Linked DNA regions of Oryctolagus cuniculus: region 1 is linked to region 2. A link is a contact called in public Hi-C data. All regions are on one chromosome and are shown on one strand. The core of a region is the stretch at or near the end of the contact, and the rest is flanking DNA. Distances in the headings are between cores, read along the strand shown.

Region 1 (3,903 bases), core at 70-2,569, 170 kb after region 2:
TGACCTAGCCCTTGGGATGCACCTCCCGCGTGGCCCCAAGTCTGCACAGTGTCAGGGAGGCTTCCCTGCAGTTGCTCCCAGGCTGCCCTGTGCTGGTGGTGACACCCAGAAGCGTCCATGAGGGTCCTTGCATGCATCTACTCCTATAAAACCTGATCCTGGAGCCCACACTTCTCCTTCAGCTACTTGCTTGCATTCATTAATTCATTCAAAGGATAGACACGATGTGACCACAAGGCCCTGCGAAAGAATGCAGAGAAGCTGAGGAAGTGATGGTGAACTCAACCAGCCGTGATTCTGTCTCTCATGGAACTTTCCTCTCTGAGAGATGAGCCACCAGAAGCAGAAAAACAAATGAATAAACCTGATAGTTTCTGTCAGTGATGAGTGCCATGAGAACATCAAAATTGACAGGGGCAGGGAGGGGTGGCATTGTGGTGCAGCGGGTTAAGCCACCACTTGCAATGCTGTCCTCCCATAGCAGAGGGCCAGTTCGAGTCCCCAGCTGCTCCACTTCCTATCCAGCTCCCTACTAAATGCAGTCCTGGGAAAGCAGCAAACGATGGCTCAAGTACTTGGGCCCCTGCCACCCATGTGGGAGACCTGGATGGAGTTCCTGGCTCCTGTCTTCAGCCTGGCCCAGCCCTGGCAGTTACAGGCGTTTGGGGAGTAAGCAGCAGAAGGAAAATCTCTCACTCTGTCTCTCTGTGTCACTTTGCCTTTTGAATAAATAAATCTGGAAAAAAAAAAAAAAAAGATTGGCAGGGGGTGGGGTGGTCTAAATCATTCCCCACCCAGGAAGGGGCACCTGAGTTGGGGCCCGAGTGATGAAGCTTTCAGGGCTGGGCTCCTAAGGAGGAGGCCCCAAGGCAGCCATGATGGAAAATCCATGTTACTAGCGGGGGAGGGAGCCCCTGCAACAAAAGGCGCTGTCCTAGTTCATCACATGCTGGCCTGGAGCCTGAGCAACTGTGTCCACCAGGGACAGCTCCAGGCCCTGCCACTCACGAGGCTTTGATGGACGCTCCACAGGTGCAGAGCTGCACGCACTTTGACAGAGTGGAAGCGAGTGCAGCTCACTAACTAGGGAGGCCATCTCTGTGAGGACATTCTGATAGCTTGCAGCTAGCTGGCCTGGTTTCCTGGGGTGACACCAGTGGGCCAGGAGCTGCTGACCTCCAAGTCCCACTGGGCCCAGCATCCAGGAGACTCCTGCCACCTAGCTCCTACCAACATCTCCTATGAATTGGCGCCAGATCCCAGCTTGTGGGTGAGACCTCCATGTAGCACTGGGTTCATTTCTCTGAAGAGGGACTGACACGGGCATGGCCAGGGGCTCTGGCTCTGGGCCCCTGCACCTAGCTGCCTCACACCTCTTATTCTCAGAAGCTCCCCTTCTCTGTGCCACGTGGGACATGTGCCAGGCCACACCGCGGGTGTGACGGGAGCGGCGTGCCTTCCCTGCTGAATGTGGCAGCTCTGCAGCGTGCTTCCTGAGGTGACGAATGACCTTGATTCACATTGGTGAAGTAATGGCTTTCGGCCTCAACCTTCTCATCCATTAGTCACGTTGCAACACAGCCCTCTCTCTGTGACACAGAACTCGTTCCCAGGAGCCAGCTCAGGGACTTGCAACGCCTCCCAGGCTTGGCTTACCAAACTCACAGCCGCACAATCAGTCCAGGTGCCCGGAACTGCCTTGGCCCACTGCCACTGAAAGCCCAGCAATGGGGACTTGGGAAGGCACAAGAGAGGAGGCCAGGAGCTGGGACTTGTTGCCAGCTCTCTCCCCTTGCTGTGTGACTTTGGGCAAATGACTTAATCTCTCTGAGCTTCAGCATCTATACATTGCCAATAATGATAAAAGCCCAGGGAGAGAAACAAATATTTTAAAATGGCCACAAAAACCCTTTGTAAAGTACAGGTGAGAGGGCTTCTGTTCCGGGGGAAAAAAGCAGTCTTGAGGGATGAACTTCTGAGCATTTATCCAAGGAGTTCTTGGAATCTCAGAGTGGAGGCCCCCAGATCCATTTGGGGGATGTGAACAGACACCCTCATACACAAGGTTTTCAGTGTGCCAGTGGCTAAACTTCCCAAGAAAAATGCACAGAATGAACCCCACGCGGCACCATGGAGCTGAATGATGAGATGCCAGGAGACTCCCCTGGATATAACACATTCATTCGCTGCACCTGTGTGTAGACCTGCACGTGGAAGCTACATTGTACTGATGGCTGCACGTGGATCCTCAAGTGAGACCCCCACGGCAGGCACGGGTCGTTTTCTTTGATCCAAGACCTTTTCTGGCCTCCTGTTTAAGGAGGAAGAATTAGTGAGCCTCTCAAAGTTGAATGCTGAATCAGTGACAAAAAAGAATCCCCACCCTGCTACCTACTGGAACCTTCTCTAATCAGTGGCTCCTGTGGCTCACAAGGGCCCATCTCTGTTTAGAAAGGAACTGCTGACCTTTTAACCTTCCACTCTTATCAACCCAAAGAGGAGCAGCTCTAGGGTCCTTCCCCGCCCACAGGCAATAAGATCACCCTGGGGGACAGGGGTGGCTGGAGAGGAGCGGGCAGAGGGGCTGGCAGAGGGTGTTCAGCACGACAAGCCGGGTTTAGTCTGCCAGCAGTATTCACAGAGGCCTCCTCCAGCTCCGTTAGCAGAGGCCTGGTCCTCCTTGAAAAATGTGGGGGTTAGGCCCTGGGAGGCTCAGATGAATTAAACTCCAACGGCAGCAGACCCCCCTGCACCCTTCTTCTGCATGATCTGAGAGGGAGAGGGAGAGTTGATGCAAGGCAGATGCCCAGCCCCTGTTGCAGCCTCTCCGACTCACCATGGCCAAGGCCCTCCTCTTCATTGCCCAGGTCTCCCCCATCTCAGTGCACAACTCCACCTTCCAGTCCACACCAACACCTAGAAACCACCCTGCACTCCTCCCACCTTCACACCCCACATCCACGAAAGCAGGTCAACGCGACCTTCCCAAAACGTCCTGAATCCTGACCACATACAGCCTGGTGCCCAGCGAGGTCCTCCCTACATAACCAGGCCCTGCTCAGGCCATCCCTCCTCACCCCCCAGGAGCAGGGTCCTCCTCCCTGACTTTCGGGCCAGGCCACTCTCGTGCCCCTGTCAAGGCCTTTGTAGCAGCTGTTCCTGCCCCCTGGAGTGCTGGCTCCCCAGCTCTGGCTGCTTCTCACCATTCAGGATTCGCTTTTATAGACTCCTTCTCTGGCCCTCTATTCAAAGCTGTTCCTCCCTCCTTCCCCTTTAGCCAACCTCTGTCTCATCGTGCATTCTTATTGTCCTTTTAGCACATGTCGGTGTCGGAAACGATTCAGCCTCATTTTCAGTGTTGACTATCTGACTCCTACAAGCACCACAGGGGCGAGGCCATGTCACTCACCACTGTCTCCCCAGTGCTTGGAACAATGCCTGGGCCAGACAGGGTCCTCAGAAAGTATGTGTCCACTCCCTCCGAGAGGGCAGGAACTGGAAAGGAACTGAGCACGCCAGAGTACACCGACACCTCCCCGGGTCACCAATGGCCAGTTTCGACACCTCGGACCGCAGGGCACATGACGAGTCCCTGCCGTGGTGGCTGAGGCCTCTCTGCACTGGGGGAGAGGCCCTGGCCTCTTCCACTCTGGCCTCCTTCTCTGTGGCACCGCCCTGCTCCCCACAGGAGCTGGAGACAGGCACGGGTTGGCCCTAGCCCTCCACGTCCCAGAGCTCTGGCAAAGAGTGCCTTCTCCCTTTCTTGGCCTCACCACCAGGACAGACAAGCTTTTCCATTTCCCCATCTGCAAGACAGGGACAAAGAATGCTTTGTCACCCCACCTACTTCTCACGGGTGTTAGGAAATGACTGTTTGCTCGGAAAACACTTTGAGCAACTTGG
Region 2 (3,806 bases), core at 1,170-3,669:
TTTTTTCAAATTTAAGATTTATTGATTTATTTGAAGGGCAGAGTCACAGAGAGGCAGAGGCAGAGAGAGAGAGAGAGAGAGAGAGAGAGAGATTTTCCATCCACTGGTTCACTCCTCAAATGGCCGGCCGGAGCTGGGCCAATCCGAATCCAGGATCCAGGAGTTTTCAGGTCTCCCATGTGGGTGCAGGGGTCCAAGGACTCGGGCCATCTTCCATTGCTTTCCCAGGCCATAGCAGAGAACTGGATTGGAAGTGGAGCAGCCGGGACTCAAACCGGCGCCCATATGGGATGCCAGCACTGCAGGCAGAAGCTTTACAAACTACACCACAGCGCAGGCCCCTGCATTGTCCTTCTCTCTTTCCTTCTCCTTTTTCTAGCAAACCCCTGTTCCTCCTTGAGACTCAGCTTGGAAGCTGCCTCCCAGGAAGCCTCGTCACACCCCAGTATTCTGAGATGGGTGCCCTTCTCTGTCTCCCATAGTTCCTAGGCTTCTTTCTACCATGACACTGATGTGTGTCGCTTTCATTAAACAGCGAACTCCTGGCCGTCAACGTGTGTCACGGTCATCCTTAGACTCCCAGAACCTAGGCAGGGCACTGAAAGAACTTGTAACACAAATGAATGACTAAGCTGGGTTCCATAATCCAAGGCATATTTTCTAAGAACCTAGCTTACAGATTGTGCTTCTAGAATAAATGAGTTCAGAGAGACTGTGAGATCAGAGTTGTGTCAGAAAGCAGGATGAGGGCCAGCGCTGTGATGCAGTGGGTAGAGCCGCCACATGCAGTGCGCCATCCCGTATGAGCACTGGTTCGAGTCCCAGCTGCTCCACTTCCGATCCAGCTCTCTGCTATGGCCTGGGAAAGCAGTGGAAGATGGCCCAAGTGCTTGGGCCCCTGCACCCATGTGGGAGACCAGGAGGAAGCTCCTGGCTCCTGGCTTTGGATTGACTCAGCTCTGACTGTTGTAGCCAGTTGGGGAGTGAAACCATTGGATGGAAGACCCCCCCCCCCCCGCCTCTCATTCTCTCTCTGTGTAACTCTGCCTTTCAAATAAATAAATAAATCTTAAAAGCAAACAAAGAAAAAAGAAAGCAAGCAGGATGATGGGCAGGAGCTGCCACCCACCATTGCAACACACCAGGCCCATGCTCCAGCAACCGCACTAAATGACGAATCAACCATGAGGGGCGGGGATGGGAGGAAGCCTTCCTGCCCCTTGCCAAGCTATAAAAGGTAATGGCAAGAAACCATGCCCTAATTTCCCTCCTCAGATCAGGTCAGCTTGTGGAGTTTAACCACGAGAATATTGATAAGCCCCAGAACAAAGTTCGAGGACAAAGTCGATGTCTGGCATCAGCGAACTTCCGGATGCCATAAGTGCAGAGTCACGCTGGGTGGGCCTTAGAGGTCATCTGGTCTACCCTCTGCCCTATGTGCAAATCCCTGTGATCCAGTGGTCACTCCTGGTCATGGGGTGGGGGTGGGAATTTCCAAAGCTCAAGACTTCTAGTGGCAAAAACACAATTCACCCCCAAGATCCTCCAAACAGTGATGTTTCAAGAATCAATAGAACACATGATGGAAGTGCACTACCTTGGAAACCACAGGGAATAAGATGACACATGGTGCTTGCCTCAAAAGACTCATGTTCCAGAAGAGACACAGAGGCCAGCTCCACAGATGTAACAGGGCAACCACAATGAGGGCCGGGGCGGGGCACTGATGGGGCAGGGGGCAGAGGCTATGGGACAACTGTAGAACAATTGACTCCATCCCTTTGAAAACTGAACCCAATCCAAGGACAGACTTGATTCCCAAAAATCAATCATTCAAGAAAAAAAAACAAAAAAACAAAAAACTGGAATTGGGAACATTTCAATTACAGCAAAGAATTACTGGTGATTTTAGGCATAATAACATAACGTCACTATATCTGAAAAATGCTCCCTTTTTAAGAGTTGCAAGATCTAATGTGTAGAAATAAAATGATGTGGTGTTTTAAAATCATTCGGAAAGACAGAGAGAGAGAGAGAGAGAGAGAGAGATGAACTAAGTGTGGTCAAGTTTTAACAGCCATGGATTCTGGGTGACAGGGGCCTGGGGTGCACTGTGCTCTGCTCTCGACTTTGACAAATTCTTGAAAGGTTCAGAATCAACAGAAGTTAAAAAGGTAAAGCAAGTGGCAAGTGCAGGATCTCTCAGATGGAAGTGGGCAGGGGGCCAGGCCAGCTGTGGGCGAGGCTGAGGAAGACTGGCTGTGGCTCAGGAGCCCAAGCTGCCTCCACGTGGATCAGAGCTCCCAGCACGAGTCCCATGGGTAATGAAGGCCACCTGTGCTGACCTGTTTCTCCAGGATGTGGTAAACGCTGATCAACAAATAAGACAGAGGACTCCACAAACACCAGGCCCTGCGTGCGGGCCAGACAATTTTCCAAAACAACCTGTTTGTTCTTACTGTGCTGGCCCAGGCCTCAAGGACAGTACCCTACCCCCCTCACTGATTGTGTAACTGCCCCTCCTGGTGGATCCAGGCTCCCTCTGGAGACCACCAACTCTGTGTGTGGGTTCAGTTCTTTCGTGTTCGGGAGATCCACAATCTTTTTGGGAATATGGATTCCCCTCCTGTGGATTCTCTGACATCTCCGGAGGGAGAAGGTCAGAGAAGGTAATGAGAATAGGCCAGTAGGGCAGTCGCGTGGCCCGTGGAACATGCACCTGCCTGTATGCTCGGGTCCTCCTGCCCCAAGCTGGGACCCCCTCTTCGCCTGGCACTGGCCCTGGGTCGAAGCTGCTTCCTACAGAGTGAAGCTGCTGCTGCTGTCTCTCATGTGGCAACTCCAGCACTGTCCACCTCCGAGAGACCGCCCCCACTGGGGCAGGGTGAGGTTTCAGGACCTGCGGCCAAGTCCTACCTATCTCATCTCTGGGCCTCATTTGCCTCTGACTTATCCAGTTGTTCTGAGATCATGGAAAAACGAACTCTGGTCATATCTACAGAGTGGCCTTGGCATTCATTTCCCTGGGCAATTGCCTCTGACAGCCCAAGAGTCATTCAGACATTGCCCGTGGCGCGCTGGGCTGAGTGGGTGGCTCCTCTCTCGCATGCTTATCTTCCCTTTGCAGCCCTGGTGACTAACTGCCGAAGGTTGCAACATCAGAGAGAAAATATTTACAATGAGGGTTGACCCAGAAAGATATAGATGGGGGTCAGCGTACCTGCAGCTCTGTGTGACCTCCTCCATAGGAAAGTGACTTTGAACAAAGAACATAATATCCTCTGCGCTCTAGGGAGAGACAGGGTGGTGTGCTGCGGAGGTCAGGGACTTTGGGATCAGACCAAGGCCTGAGTTCAAGTCCTCCCTCACCATTCACTAGCCAAAGGGTTTGAGCAACAGAGCTAACCTCAGATCATGTTTCCATCTCACAGTATTTTGCAGATGAACGAGACTAATGCAAGTGAGACGCTCAGCACAAGGTAGGCACGCTCCCTCCTCTGCCTGCTGCTACTCCAGTGCCAGGTTCCTCATCTTTGCCGTAGCGGAGGTGACCATCAAGGCCAGGAGCAGCTCAGGCTTTCTGCCATTCTACGAGATGTCAGTGAGACAAGTCACTGCCCTTCATTCCTCCAGCCCCAAGCCTGGCCTCAGCTGGTACTGGAAAGCCGTGAGGACACCAGGTGCCCCCGGTGAGTCTGAACCCCACATCCATTCAGGCCCCAACCTCCCTGCTCCACCCTACATGAACATGTCTGCCTGTGGCATGGTGGGACTTCTCCTTTCTAATTTTCCTCACTCTCTCGAGG

What was found. Hi-C and Micro-C count contacts between places; a contact is called where the count stands out from the background.
Region 1: a Hi-C map of liver shows a contact between it and region 2, with 6 times the contacts expected there. The contact joins two enhancer-like sites. A contact is called at or near these places in 2 of 6 Hi-C or Micro-C datasets (liver and an unstated tissue).

Annotation. Positions count from the first base shown.
Region 1 is chr13:54,345,427-54,349,329 of mOryCun1.1, forward strand. All of the region lies in intron 1 of LOC103350930 (a long non-coding RNA gene), which reads right to left. Among named protein-coding and RNA genes, the nearest start is that of TOMM20, 52 kb to the right of the region's middle. Within about 2 kb of position 1,320, at least 3 of the 8 cell types and tissues checked have an H3K27ac peak or open chromatin away from gene starts, as enhancers often do.
Region 2 is chr13:54,169,847-54,173,652 of mOryCun1.1, forward strand. All of the region lies in intron 2 of LOC103350930 (a long non-coding RNA gene), which reads right to left. Among named protein-coding and RNA genes, the nearest start is that of TOMM20, 230 kb to the right of the region's middle. Within about 2 kb of position 2,420, at least 1 of the 8 cell types and tissues checked has an H3K27ac peak or open chromatin away from gene starts, as enhancers often do.